2 separate regions of the Sus scrofa genome follow, and region 1 is linked to region 2. Evidence: chromatin contacts called from public HiChIP or PLAC-seq data. All regions are on one chromosome and are shown on one strand. Each heading gives the region's core, a stretch centred on a gene start, on an enhancer-like site or on the middle of the called end of the contact. The rest is flanking DNA. Distances are from core to core; before and after follow the strand shown. Region 1 overlaps KYAT3 (kynurenine--oxoglutarate transaminase 3). Region 2 holds the start of LOC100155195 (guanylate-binding protein 7).

Region 1 (6,447 bases), core at 168-2,667, 110 kb after region 2:
AAAGACAAAAGACAAAAAAAAAAAAGAAGCTGCTAAAAACATCAGTGTGCAGGATTTTATCTGGACATGATTTTTCAATTCCTTTGGGCAGATACCAAGGAGAGCGATTGCTGGATTGTATACTAAGAGTTATCTTTAGGTTTTTAAGAAACGAACCTGGCAGCTTTTTAAAGTCAGCTTTATAAAGATACTGTATATCCATTTAGAGTATTCAATTCAGTATTTTTTTTTTCTTTTGGCTGCTCTAACAGCATGTGAAAGTTCCCAGGCCAGGGACTGAATCTGAGCTGAAGCTGCGACCTACACCACAGCTGCAGCAACAGTGGATCTTTAACTCACTGTGCTGCAGTGGAAACTCCTCAACAACTATTTTTAAATGTATATGCGGTGAAACGCTGCCACAGTCAGTATCACAACATTCCCATCAACCCAGAAAGATGTTTCATGTTCCTTTGTGGTCTGTCCTGCTGCTGATTTGCTCTTTGTCACCATAGATTATTTTGCTTTTTAAATTTTTATTTTATATAAGTGGGATCATGCAGTATGTACTCCTTTGTGTATGGTTTCTTTCATACACATAATGATTTTAAATTAGCCAGTGGTGTATTTTAGCTCATTCCTTTTATTGCTGAGCAGTATCCCATTGTGTAGATATATTATTTCTTTACCCATCTATTCTGTTGTCTATGGACTTTTTTTACAGTTCAGCTTTTTTTTTCTTTTTTTTTTTTTTACTTTATTTTATTTTGCTTTTGAGGGCCCCACCTGCAGCATGTGGAAGTTCCCAGGCTAGGGATCGAATTGGAGCTACAGCTGCTAGCCTACGCCACAGCCACAGCAATATGGGATCCGTAACCCACTGAGCGAGGCCAGGGATTGAACCCACATCCTCACGATTACTAGTCAGATTCGTTTCCCCTGCGCCACAGCAGGAACTCCCTGGACTTGTGTTTTTTTCCGGGTTTTAACTGTTTTGAATAGAGTTGTTATGAACATTTGCGTACAAGCCATAGGTTTTCGTCTCTCTTGGGTAAGTTCTTAGCAGTGGGTCATTGTGTGGGAGATTGAAGTAACTGCTAAGCACGTTTCCAGAGTGGTCGTGCCATCTCGCGCTCCCACGAGGGCTGGACAACAGTTCCAGCTTCATCACATCCTTGCCAACACTCAGCCTCTCTAATCTTAGCCTTTCTGGTGGGTAGTATCTAGTGGTACCTGGCTATGGTTTTAATTTGCACTTTCTCAATGATCTTGAGCACCCTTTATGTGCTTTTTGGTCATTTGTATATCTTCTCTGGCTGTCAAATTTTTCTGCCTTTTTTTTTTTTTTTCTGTAATGACTGCACTCATGGATACGGAAGTTCCTGGGCCAGGGATCAAATCCAAGCCCCAGTTATGACCCACAACTGTGGCAACACCAGATTGCTTAACCTGTTTAACCCACTGCGCTGGGCCAGGGGTCAAACCCTCGCCTCCACGGTGACCCAACCCACCGTAGTCAGGTTCTTAACCCACTGTGCCACAGTGGGAACTCCCTTTTTGCCCATTTTTAACTGGCTTGTTTGTCTTCTTATTGAATTGCAGAAGATATTTGCATATCCTAAATAAAGGTCTTGTGTAAGATATATGTGTGTAAATACTTTCTCTCATTTCGTGGCACACTTGGCAACTATTTAAGAGATATTTGAGCCACTGAATGGTATTGTAGGGAGGGGGAAAAATCCTTTCTCCTCTCCCCTCCTAGGTTTTCTGGCCGAGACCCTGAGAATCAGACTGAGAAAATACGGAGGAGACCAAGAGCAAAGAGACAGTGTAACATGTGCGTTGTGCACACACGCAGGAGACCTCGGTGAGGAGCCACTCAAAGAGGTGGTTTGAACTCGGCGTCTTAGCAACGAGCAGTAGGTGTGCAGAGAGGTGACCAAAGGGAAAGGAGTTTAGGAGTGGAAGGTAAGCGCTGTGCTAACAGGGTCCGCCGTGCGACATCCTCTGGCGCCCGCTCAGCTGGCGAGAGGCTGGATTGTCCCTGGTGACTGGACGTTGTTTCCCGTCCGGGTAAAAGGGGGGAGGCAGCGTTTCTTCGCTTCTTCTCAGTTGCCTTCAGCTAAAAATGACCCTTAGGTCAAGGTAACATATTTTGAGGTGGCATATCTGATTTCCTGGAGTAGCATAGATTTTTTAAGTCAAGCAGTAATTTAGAAAACATTTGGAGTGTTCCCCACGTGCTTTACATGGCATTTCTTTTAATCCTTGTAACTGCCCCCTACTGTAAGTACTAAGTTTTTCTCCAGCTGACTGGTGAGGAAATGCAGGTTTGGAAGTTGTTTAGTAGTTTTCTTTAATCACCCGCTCAGGGTCTGTCTTGCATGTCCCTAAGCTCTTCCCTGGAACTTTAGAAACTGGCGCCAGAGAGTGTACTCTTCAGTGGTGAAGATGGGAGGCACACCTTGTGTTTCATGGATAAAAGCAGACTGAGATTGGTTAGAGGAATAGATGAAGGAGAGCCTTGCTGAGGTTCCAGTTTCTGGTTTCAGTTACCCTTGAGGCTGGCTACCGTCTCATGGTGACATTGGCCTTTGAATACATTCCTCTTTTGCCCTAAACTGTTCACGCTGCATTTCTGTCTGTGCTGCCTAGAGATCTGATTCCTATAGTTTGAAGACCCTTAGGAAGTGGTACAAGTGCTAAGGAAGGAAGGGAAATGATACTAAGTTTCATCACTGTGGTTATTAGAACATCAGATCTGATAGGCAGACAGAAATACATCTCCGCAAAAGTAGTTTAGACAGAATATTTAGGATATTTGTCATCTCTCTCGTGATGGTTAATACTTGTGTTACAAGAGGGCATTCATCTTCTACATCAAAGTTTAAAATACGGGAAAAAGAGTGGGGACCATATAACTAAATACGCAATAGAAACGTACTACCTAACATTGCAAACACTGCGGATAACAGACACTCAAACAACAGGGGGACGAAGGCATAAGGTGTGATATATAACCTGAACTATTACCTACTAATTAAAGGTGAAATTCTTATGATGGCTAAGAAAATTCACAGAATGTTTAACATTCTCTGTTAAGAGACAACATTTTTAAAAATGCCTGTGATTGCACCTATGGATACCTACTTCGCAGCTCTAAAGGGTAATGGGTGTACCCGCAGCCTGGGTTCACATGAGCGCTTAACAGATAATCCCTTTCTGCTCCAGCCTGGTCTTGATGTACGTGAGTCCATCTGCTTCTCCCGCCTGGTGGTTGTCCTTGTCTCTCCAGAAAGCAGCTTTGGTATTTCTGTTTCTGGCCTTTTCTTGCACTCTTCGTTTTTGTCCTGGATTCCTACCCCGTGATTCCTAGATATTAACAGCCTTGCTTTCCCCAGCTTCGGCCCTGCACTTGGGAGGACTTTCCTACCCAAGTCCTGCACCATCTCAGTGCAGCACGTTGTGCAGACAGGGCTCTCGAATTACACGCAACTGAGAGTTGTGTACCTTTGGGTGTTAGGATAATGGGTAATATTTGTTTCTTCTTTCCAAACTTTTCAGGTACTATTGCAATAAACATTTTTAAAAATCAGAATGTGGACCTCCAATATGATATTAGTTTCAGATGTACGACCCAATGCTGGGACGTTTATATGCATTGAGAACTGATCCCCACAGTAAGTCAAGTAACCATCTGCCCCGTGCAGAGGTATCACAGTATTATTTACGATGTTCCTTGGGGCTTATTTATTACACGCCTGGAGGTTTGTTCGTCTTAATCCCCTTCACCTGTTCCCTCCACCACCATCCCACCCACCTTCTGGCAACCACTCATTTGTTCTCTGCATCTCTAAGTCTGCTTTCACTTCGTTTTGTTCATCTGTTTTGTTTTTTAGATTCCACACATAGGGGAGATCATGCAGAATTTGTCTTTCTTTGTCCAACTTACTTCATTTAGCGTTAACACCTCCTCGATCCATCACTGTGGTTACAAATGGCAAGATTTTATTTATTTTTTGTGACTTGAGTATACTCCACTGTATATTTACATCCTGTATCTTCCTTATCCACTTGTCTTTCAGTGGACACATACCTTGGCTATCTGTAACCAGTGATGCACTGAACATCAGTGAAGCATACATCTTCTCAATTTAGTGTTTCTGTGTTCTTTGGGTAAATACCCAGCGGTGAAATTGCTGAATCACATGGTAATTCTATTTTTAATTTTTTAAAGACCCTCCTACTGTTTTCCAAAGTGGCCGCACCAATTTACAACCCCACCAGTAGTGCACAAGGGTTCCTCCTTCTCCACATCTTCCCAGACGCTTGCTATTTTTGTTTTCTTAAGGATAGCTATGGTGACAGGTGCAGTTAGTGGTTTAAAGAGGTACTTAGCTTTTTCTTATGTCTGCCAAGAGTGGCATCTAGTGGTGATTCTGCAGAACTGCATGTTTCAGCTTCCCATGAACAACCAAAGATGCTGCTTGCTTTCTCCCTAGCAGTTCTGTGTTTATAATACCGCAGTACAGTGGACGTATGCCAGGCATTAATCTACCTGGGAAGGAAGGCCATCTCGGGAGTTAGTTGTCTAGAGATTGTACAGGCCCTACAGATGTTCCATAGTACACCTGGGGCTCATATTTAGTTCCTCGTAGGATTTCAGGTTTATTTTTATTGTCCGCATACTGGGTCCGCTCTGGACAATAATTCTTAGACAGGGAGCATTTGCACCTACTGCTGAATCTTGATGCCTTTGGGCACTGTGGGGCGTCTTAGACATTTTCACTCCTATATTCATTTCCTTGGGCTTCCTTAAAGAAGTAGCACAACCACTGTGGCTTAGACAACAAAAATGTATTCCCTCGTAGCACAGGAGGCCAGGAGTCCAAGGTGCAGGTGTTGGCAGGGTCGGTTCTTCTGAGAGCTGTGAGGGGGACTCTCCTCCTGCTTCCCCCAGCTTCTGGTGCTCCTTGACTCACAGAAGCATCATCCTCATCCCGCCTCAATCAGTAACTTGAACTAAAGCAAACTACCCTCCATAATGTGCGTGGCCTTGATTCGATCAAGAGAAAAGACAGAGGTTCCCCCCAGAAGAGGGAGTTCTGCTGCAGACTGCAGCTGCCACTTCAGCTCTTCCTTGGGTCTCCCGCCTGCCGGAGCTCTGCAGGTTTCAGCCTTGCCAGTGCTCACAGGTCTCGTGAGCCAATTCCTTAAAATAAATCACTGTATATGCGCACATCCTATCGATTCAGTTTCTTTAGAGAAATCTGATTAATGCAGGCAGACATCAAGGAACAGTGAACAAGCTAGAAATAGTTCCTCATAGAGCTTAGAGTCTAAGGAAGAATACAGTCAAATAAACAGAGAGAGAAATGCAGGGCTCTGTCGTAAACGCCTCCTGTCGGGAGCTCATCAGACGTCAGAGAGACATGACACTTTGACTTGGGAATCAGAGAAGGCCCCCCAGAAATAACGTCGAACTCGAGAACGAAAGGTGGCAGGTGAAATAGGAGTTCGCGAAGTGAGGGAGCGAGGTGGTGGAGACCCGGATTGGACTGAGTATAGACCACGCATTCTTTCTGTTGTTGCTGGCTGCACCTGCGGCATACAGGCTGTTTGTGGCCGGGGACTGAGCCTGAGCCAAAGCAGTGACCGGAGTCACAGTCGTGACGATGCTAGATCCTTAACCCACGTGCCACCAGGGAACTCCAGAACGTGCATTCTACACAAAGGCCTTCTCCCAAGGGGAAGGAACTGGCGCTGGATCACGTTTTGTGATCACCCAAAGCTCAACTCTGACAAAATCATCTTCATTAATGTTTAATGGGGGCGGGGAGCAGGGGAGACATGATTGTAAAAAATGTCTAAAAATCCTCCATGGGGATGAGGGAGTGTGGTGACCGAAAGGTGGGCTGAGAGACAGAGGTTCAGCAAGACCGTTTGGTAGAGGAAGGCTCTCTTATGAAGCTGGCAAGACAATACTGTGGAATGGATGCCTATCCAGTGATGCCTATCCAGTGATGCCTATCCAGTGATGCCTATGCAGTGCCTGCAATGGGGGGGCGGGGAGCAGAGGCGGGGGAGTAATGAGAGAAGAGGCTGCTCTAGATGCACATTTTAAAGAAAATTATAGCTGAGAACACATTTTGGCCCCAACTTTCTAAATATTTTGAGTAACTTTGAACTTTGTGTCTTGATGATCTGCGGGCAGCTGTGCACACTTTTCTGTGTGAATCTCTGCTCTGTGTGTGCAGCCACAGACCGAATGAATCACATTGAACATTTTTTGAGAGGACAGGACAGTTGTTGAAATGTCTTTTTCTCTCGATCTTTCCGGGGGTGTTTAGTTCTCCCACAGCAATCTCTGGAGGAGCGTGGGCACGTGATTGTAACGCTCTTCTGGAAGGTGCCTCAGCCTCTGGAGAATGTGCGCCTGATAGAGTCCACCGCCCTTTCAAAGATTAA
Region 2 (7,173 bases), core at 193-2,692:
TGTACCCACACATTCCTCTCCTGAAGAACTGCACTCAGATTTCTGAACTGAAAGTGCTTCAAGGGTGAGCTGCTTAGAGTGCTGACCCATCCACAGCTGTAGGCTTTCACCAAACTCTGAGTAGCAGGATGTAAAAATTAAGACTCTTCCTCTCAGAATTTTCATTACACCCGAAGCTGAGGACACTAGGTGACACATAAGCACAATTTCTGAAGTTAGATGGTAGACCATTTTTTCTGGAGTTAAATCATTAGGAAATGAAGAAAAGTTCATTTCGGTTCAATCGAGCTTCGTTGACCACCTTCAGGTTAGGAACCCATTTTAGTCACTCATCCTTTTCTAATATTACACTTGCAGAGTAAGAATTACGGAATAGAATTTTTTAAAAGTACTTCTCCTGAAGCAATTACAAACAATGCAAGCTGGAAGTAAGACTCCGAATTTACGTTCCCCCTTTGCACGTAATAACATATGTCATGGTTTAGAGCCAGGCATAGCTAAGTGGTGCTACTGTCTTCATTTCAAAACACACATCTTTATTCACAATAACGAAAAGTTAACGAAAACACAGAGAGGAGAACAAGACAGCCAGTACAAGACTAAGAGTGAGAGAGAAAAAAGAGAAATGTCTTGAATCCAGGTAACTTAGCACAGATTAAGTTTATTTGGCTTTAGGTCATGTGCCGTCTCCCCCTAAATCAATCTCCATGGATCAGGAATTCCCGGGCCATGGTAATTGTCCCAGCTTGGGTTCATGCCTTGAATCTGCCAAGGTTAGCCTCAGGATTCTAGAAATATCTGTCCCTGATATTGTTGCATATACTTTTTTAGAGTTACCACATGCTTTGCAGCTCCAAATAGTGTATCATTCTGTCTAACGAAATAAACTTATTAGCAATCGGGCAAAGGACTTTTTTTCTAGCAGCTAGGCAAGGCTGCAGAGGGAACAGGTGCAAAAGCACCTGCTCTTGGTGATTCTTGGCCTTAGAACTTTGAGATCATATTCTACCGTCCTTCTTGTCCCTCACTGCCAACTGAAATACAGCTGTGGTAGTGACTCTGTGCCCTGTAGGAGTAAAACCCGGTAACAGAAACTGGTGACTAACAGAATTCTTGAGTTCATTTTACAGAACAGCAGATAAGGAAACAGCTTATTTAAAACAAACAAACCAACAAAAAAACCCAAAAAACTCTCTTCTTAAAAAACTGGGTGAAAATGGGTAGAACCAATATGATTGTACAGCGTCTGCACGGAAGAGACTTGTTTATCCCGCGGGTGACCTGTTGACATCACAGTTCAGAATTCTCCAGCGTGTTTCATTATCAACTCCCCCTCAATTTACGCATGCTCCCAGCGAAGAAGCATGTAACTTAGGAACACCTGCACAGAACACCAATCCCCTCCCCTTTACCCCAAGCTCCTCCCCTTCTGGGAGGCAGACCTAAGACTCGTTTTTCTGCCTCTTTATTTGGTGGCTTTGTCAATAAACTTTCTTGGCTGCAAACTTCAGCGTCTCAGCGTTTTGGTTTGCAGCTCCTCCAGTAAAAGGACCCGATTCCCTAACAGCAGCAGCCAAGCCGTTAACCTACAGGTAAGTACAATGATTTAAAGGATACCAAATCTGAATCAACTCCCAACCACCAAATCTGGATTCACCCTCAATCTATATACGGTTCTCCCTCCTCAGCTCCCAAGCCCTAACCCTAATCTGGATCCACATTAGTAAAGGAAAAGGAAAAAAATTCTAAGTATATGCAACTAAGTAATAGTGAATGTATCGGGGCTATAAAATCTAGAATTTTATGCACACTCATACTTCTATTGCTAAGAGAAAAAAAAAAAACCTATTGAGTTAAAAAAATACTTTTTTAAAAAAGGAAAAAGAAAGAAAATGAATCTATGAAACATAAACAAAACCTCTTCCTTTACAAAAGTACCCCTGAGAGACAGGCTGTGGAACGCTCGCTCTCATCCCACCCTTGCTTGGTTCACGGTTCACCATGGGGTCGAGACGCACTTGGGTTTACATTGCTAGGTGGGGATGAGTGGAGGAACCCCTGTCTTTGCCTGAATTCATCTAGGTTTCTGCCTCTGAGAAGAAAAAAAAAAAAAAAAAAAAAAAAAAAAAAGCCGCTCCCTTTCATTTTCACTTTCTTTTCCTGTAAACCAGACCCCTTAGTGGAGCTCCTTCAATAGGTCGCCCTCAGCTTATAAAGAGAAGAGTCAGTTTCCTGAGCAGCCAACGCAGGAGCCCGAGCGGAACCGGGCTCGCAGAGCACCTGTCCGAGGCTGCAGCATCCGCGCCAAGTAAGTTCGCTCACCCCCTCCCAGACTCATTTTCGTTAAATAGCACGAGTAAATCCCGCAGCGCCAAACCCACCCGGCTGGAGGGGAGGCCGCGGGCGCAGCGCGCGGTGGGAGGGTGCGCCGCCCCCGAGGCGCGCGGCTTGGACAGCTCAGCGTTTCCGTGGGGACCCCGGGGCTGCGAGACTCGCCCCGGTCCCCCGGACGCCAGTCCAGGGCTGCGGCACAGGGCTCTGCAAGGGCGAGGACGAGTGCATCCTTCCTCACCTACGCAAAGGGGCTGAGGGCCTTTCTAGGACTGGGGGACCCATCCTCGCCCGCACCCCGAGGCGCCGGGTAGGGTGCCTCCCCGGTCCCCTCCTCCCCTCCTCGGACAAGTTCGGACTGCCCCCTGCTGGGCACTGAGGGAGCAGAAAAGATGCTCCTGGACAGGGAATTTAAATCCTAGGAGATTCGCCATGGATTATTTTTGTATTAACACGATGTTCCAAATACTACAGAGCTGTTTTTATACGGACTAATTCAACCCCACTCTCCCTAAAAAACAAAACTGTAAATAATAACTGGAAGGTCTGATCGTGTTTGTCTATTATGCACTGTTTTTATTTATTTTATTATTATTATTATTATTATTATTATTATTATTTGTCTTTTTGCTATTTCTTTGGGCCGCTCCCGCGGCACATGGAGGTTCCCAGGCTAGGGGTCGAATCGGAGCTGCAGCCACCAGCCTACACCAGAGCCACAGCAACACGGGATCCGAGCCGCGTCTGCAACCTACACCACAGCTCACGGCAACGCCGGATCCTTAACCCACTGAGCAAGGGCAGGGACCGAACCCACAACCTCATGGTTCCTAGTCGGATTCGTTAACCACTGTGCCACGACGGGAACTCCTGCACTGTTTTTAATGACTGGTCCATGCACGAACTGCATCAGGTAACTTCTGATACTTGCTGAAAATACAAGGTGTGGGGTATTTTTAACTATCACTTTAGATAATTCTCCTGAACAGTAACCTTTGGAAACCGCTGGTCATATTCTACCATCTAGTAGTGCTCTTCTAGTCTACTGGTTTAGTTCTGAGCTTAAACATTTCTTGGTTTTGATACTTCAGGATACTTTGAATTAAAGAAAATCTTTGTAGACTCATTGACTCTTACACAAAGAACGATTTGTTAATATTCGGTCTCAGAAATAAAATTTTCAGTTTTTCTTGCTTATAGCTATTCACCTTAAAAATCAAACCATTATTTTACCAGCAATGATGGGTTTATCCATGGAGAGCAGAGGAACTGCAATTTGGGACAAGCAAACTATAGAAAAAGCCAGAGACAAGTCCAACAAAGAAGAAGATTATTTTATAGGGAAAAAAAAAGGGAGAGCGCTGGGGAGGGTGGTTTGGAAAAAAAAAAAAAAAAAGTTTGTGTTCAGGGTACCGAGTGGTTCTCATTGGCTGAGTTATCCAGGTAGCATATTCTTGTAAGCACTGCAGTGCACACCTTTTCTTGTTGGGGGCTGTCACTGGTGATTCCTTCCTGTTGGTGATTCGACCCTTGGGGTCTGTAATTGCCAATTCCTTCTCTGACCTCAGTCCTTCTGTATGAGAGTTCCCTCTTCCTGCCCCCCAGCGCCTTTGAGTGAAGTGGCCCTTTTTTCATTTGCACATAATACAGCAGTAATAGGTCATGGTTTATCCCCCATCTCTGTTCCCAATGCACTATACCAAAAAAAGGAAGGAAGGAAGGAAGGAAGGAAGGAAGGAAGGAAGGAAGGAAGGAAAAAATTGTACAGAGGAAGTCTGTTAAATAAATTCATGTATTTTTCTAATAAAAAGATTTCAGATACCTAATATTTCTTGGTGATCCACAGCTCACAGAACACCTTGATACAATGTAACACCTTGTCTTGTCTCATTGCTGATGATGGAAATAGTCCATGAATCCAGGAAAATTTATTTTCATAACTAAGGGCCTGTTACCAGCTGCACCATAATGAACCAAGCAAGAATTGTTGTTTTACCTATAAACTGGTAAGAAAATGGGGGCTTTAGAAGGAAGGCCCTTTTTTGAGGTCTTGGCAGACAAGGAGTGACTTGAACCCTCCTATGAACCCTGACAGCCAGCCTCCAGAACCTGAACTTGGACACCCCGGGGGAGCCCAGCGTTCCTCCAGCCTGCTTGCTTCTCCATCGCTGCCTCTCTCTCGGCTCGTTCTGCTGGGCAACACTGCCCGCCCCCCGTTTTCCTCAGGGGGTTCGTTCTCCCACTTGCTTACCGCAGGGAGGCGAGGGCTGCTGTTTCCGGCCAAAACCAAATCCTCCACTTTCATTCAGAAATGACCCTCTTCAGAGACATCCAACTTTAAAACGGTACCTACGTAGGGTTTACTGGGTACCAGCATCATTTTAAGAGCATTATAATCATCACGAGATATGTAACCCTCCTAATGGCCAACAGATTTTTGTACTTTTAGTGCTGTCATGTTACAGAAGGAAAAGCGAGGCACGGAGAAGTTAATCTTCCCACAGTGGGCACAGGCTGGTGAAGCTTGCGCAGTCTTGTCTTTGAGAAAAGAAAGGGACGGGCGAAGCTCTCGGACGGCTGTCTTTTGATGTCATGAAACATCCAATCCTTGTGATGAAATCATTTCAGAACACTGTAAACCAACTTCAATGGAGAAAATAAAAATCATTATAAAAAAACAAAACAAAACCGTAGAGCCTCACCCAGACATGAGACTCTGACAGACCCCAAAAGACCTTAAAATACCCTGGTTGCTTTTGCCTTTCTTCTCTGTGGGCTTAAATAAGAACTAGCCTTCGATTTCAGTTAATAAGTTAATTCCGACACACACCGCTTTGTGCGGTGCCATTTCTCCTGTGGTGCTGGGGTCGCCCCTTACCTTCTCTGTCAGTTTGTCAGTTTGCCCCCCAACACTCTCTCCACCATTCCCTGCCTGTTTCCAGCTGAGCATTCACCATCCTCCCGGATGCTGTTACGTGTTTTGATTCTTCACCTTCTAGAGTTTCTGTCTCTTCCGAGAATAGAAAAGGCAGGAGATTTTGTTCACTGTTTGATGCGAAGCACCTAGAACCGCGGCCGGCAGGCGGTAGTTCTCACTAAATATTTGTGCAGCTGATGAGAGACCAACTCATTCTGGACTCTAGAAAGCCTCTCTGGTCCCTCCTCCTCTCCTGCGTGTCCCATTCTGCCTCTACTTACCCCCCCCATGTTAACGTTCTTAAGGCTCCATCATCAGTGCTTTGTTTTCTCATTCTACTCAATGTATGCATCCCACGGGCAAGGTGGTTTTAGGGTTCAATTAAGGATCAATAAGAGAATGTAATGAAGTATCGGTCCAGGCCTTGACATACTAGGCTAAATACTCATCTTTTAGAAACATACAAAACAGAGAAAATTGATATTTATGTTCCACCAGCAGAAAGCTGATGTGCACATGACTGTGTGACCATGAGAGGCGTCTTTGGCATCTTGTGTTCTACTGAGTTGTTCTTCTGTGTTACAGCTTCCCATGGCATCTGGAGCCACCACGATGGACCCCATCTGTCTGGTAAAGAACCAGAACAATCATCTGACAGTAAATCCCAAAGCTCTGAAGATTCTTGGCGAGATATGTCAGCCTGTGGTGGTGGTGACCATTGCAGGGCTGTATCGGACAGGAAAATCCTACCTGATGAACCGCCTGGCAGGACAGAACCATGGTGAGTGTTGACCAGTGTGGTTCAGGACCATTTGCTTGGAAGTAGCCATAACACAGGCTGCTGATCCTCCTCCCTCCAATCGTGTGAAAGAGGAGCCTAACCCCTCCCATCGGGGAAAGGTCCTGATTGGCACCACCAAATCTATAGCTTCATCCCTCTCTCTTGCTTCTGTCCAGTAGGAGAGAGTTCCCCGCCCCTTCAGAACACCCACCTCCTTGGCCGTGATCCCATCCACTCCCATCTGCTCAGGGCTCATCTTCAGCAATTACTCCCTTCCTTTCTCCTCCCGCCTTTTGGCCCTAAACTACAGGGTCATCTCAAGTAGCACGCAAATGTTGTTCAACATGCGTTGATCTTTGAAAGGGATGGAAGGAAGAAGAGACAGCAAAATCCCTATACCCCACATTTCAGTGGGGCTACCGCCCATTCGGAGGGGCTTAATTTCACAACAAAACTTTGATAAACTATCCCCTTCTCTTTCTCTGACTAGTCTTTTCTAATACGTGAACTATACCACATACAGAAGAGTGCACAAAAATACATATATAATAAGGGTGATACAGTGATCTATTCAGTCACTGCCCAGATCAAGAAATAAAACACTGGGAATTCCCATCGTGGCTCAGCGGAAAGGAATCCGACGAGGAACCACGAGGTTGTGGGTTCAATCCCTGGTCTCGCTCAGTAGGTTGAGGACCTAGCGTTGTCGTGAGCTGTGGTGTAGGTCGCAGACATGGCTTGGATCCTTTGTTGCTGTGGCTGTGGTGCAGGCTGGCAGCAACAGCTCCGATTAGACCCCTAGCTTGGGAATCTCCATATGCCGCAGGTATGACCCTAAAAGGACAGAAGACAAAAATAAATAAATAAATAAATAAAAACACCAATACCCAAAAGCCCAAATCACATCCCACTAGAGCTCACCAATGTTTGATTTTCATAGTGCATTCTTTCACTCTTAAACTCGTTTTTACAGTCTATGTATATATTTCTTAAAATAGCTGAAACTTGATACGGGGAGTTACATTCTGATCCTCACCGAGAACTTACTTCATCGTCTCAATAAGAAGTTTATGAGGTTCATTCCGTTTGTCATAGGTGTCTGTAATTATTTTCACTATTTTATACTTTGCAGCTGACAGAGGCT

What was found. HiChIP or PLAC-seq counts read pairs in DNA pulled down with a chosen protein or histone mark.
Region 1: an H3K27ac HiChIP or PLAC-seq map of alveolar macrophages shows a contact between it and region 2. The contact joins the enhancer-like site here to the promoter of LOC100155195 in region 2. A contact is called at or near these places in 1 of 5 promoter capture datasets (liver), 4 of 47 Hi-C or Micro-C datasets (alveolar macrophages, embryonic fibroblasts and omental adipose tissue) and 2 of 2 datasets of contacts at active chromatin or transcription factors (alveolar macrophages and skeletal muscle).

The regions. Positions count from the first base shown.
Region 1 is chr4:127,463,279-127,469,725 of Sscrofa11.1, forward strand. The region is part of intron 2 of KYAT3 (kynurenine--oxoglutarate transaminase 3); the gene reads left to right. Among named protein-coding and RNA genes, the nearest start is that of KYAT3, 15 kb to the left of the region's middle. Within about 2 kb of position 1,418, at least 1 of the 83 cell types and tissues checked has an H3K27ac peak or open chromatin away from gene starts, as enhancers often do. A contact at or near this core is called in alveolar macrophages, where this site is marked.
Region 2 is chr4:127,355,352-127,362,524 of Sscrofa11.1, forward strand. LOC100155195 (guanylate-binding protein 7) reads left to right here and starts at 1,443. Exons shown (of 12, transcript XM_021090310.1): 1 at 1,443-1,592; 2 at 2,172-2,308; 3 at 5,834-6,029. The coding sequence starts at 5,840.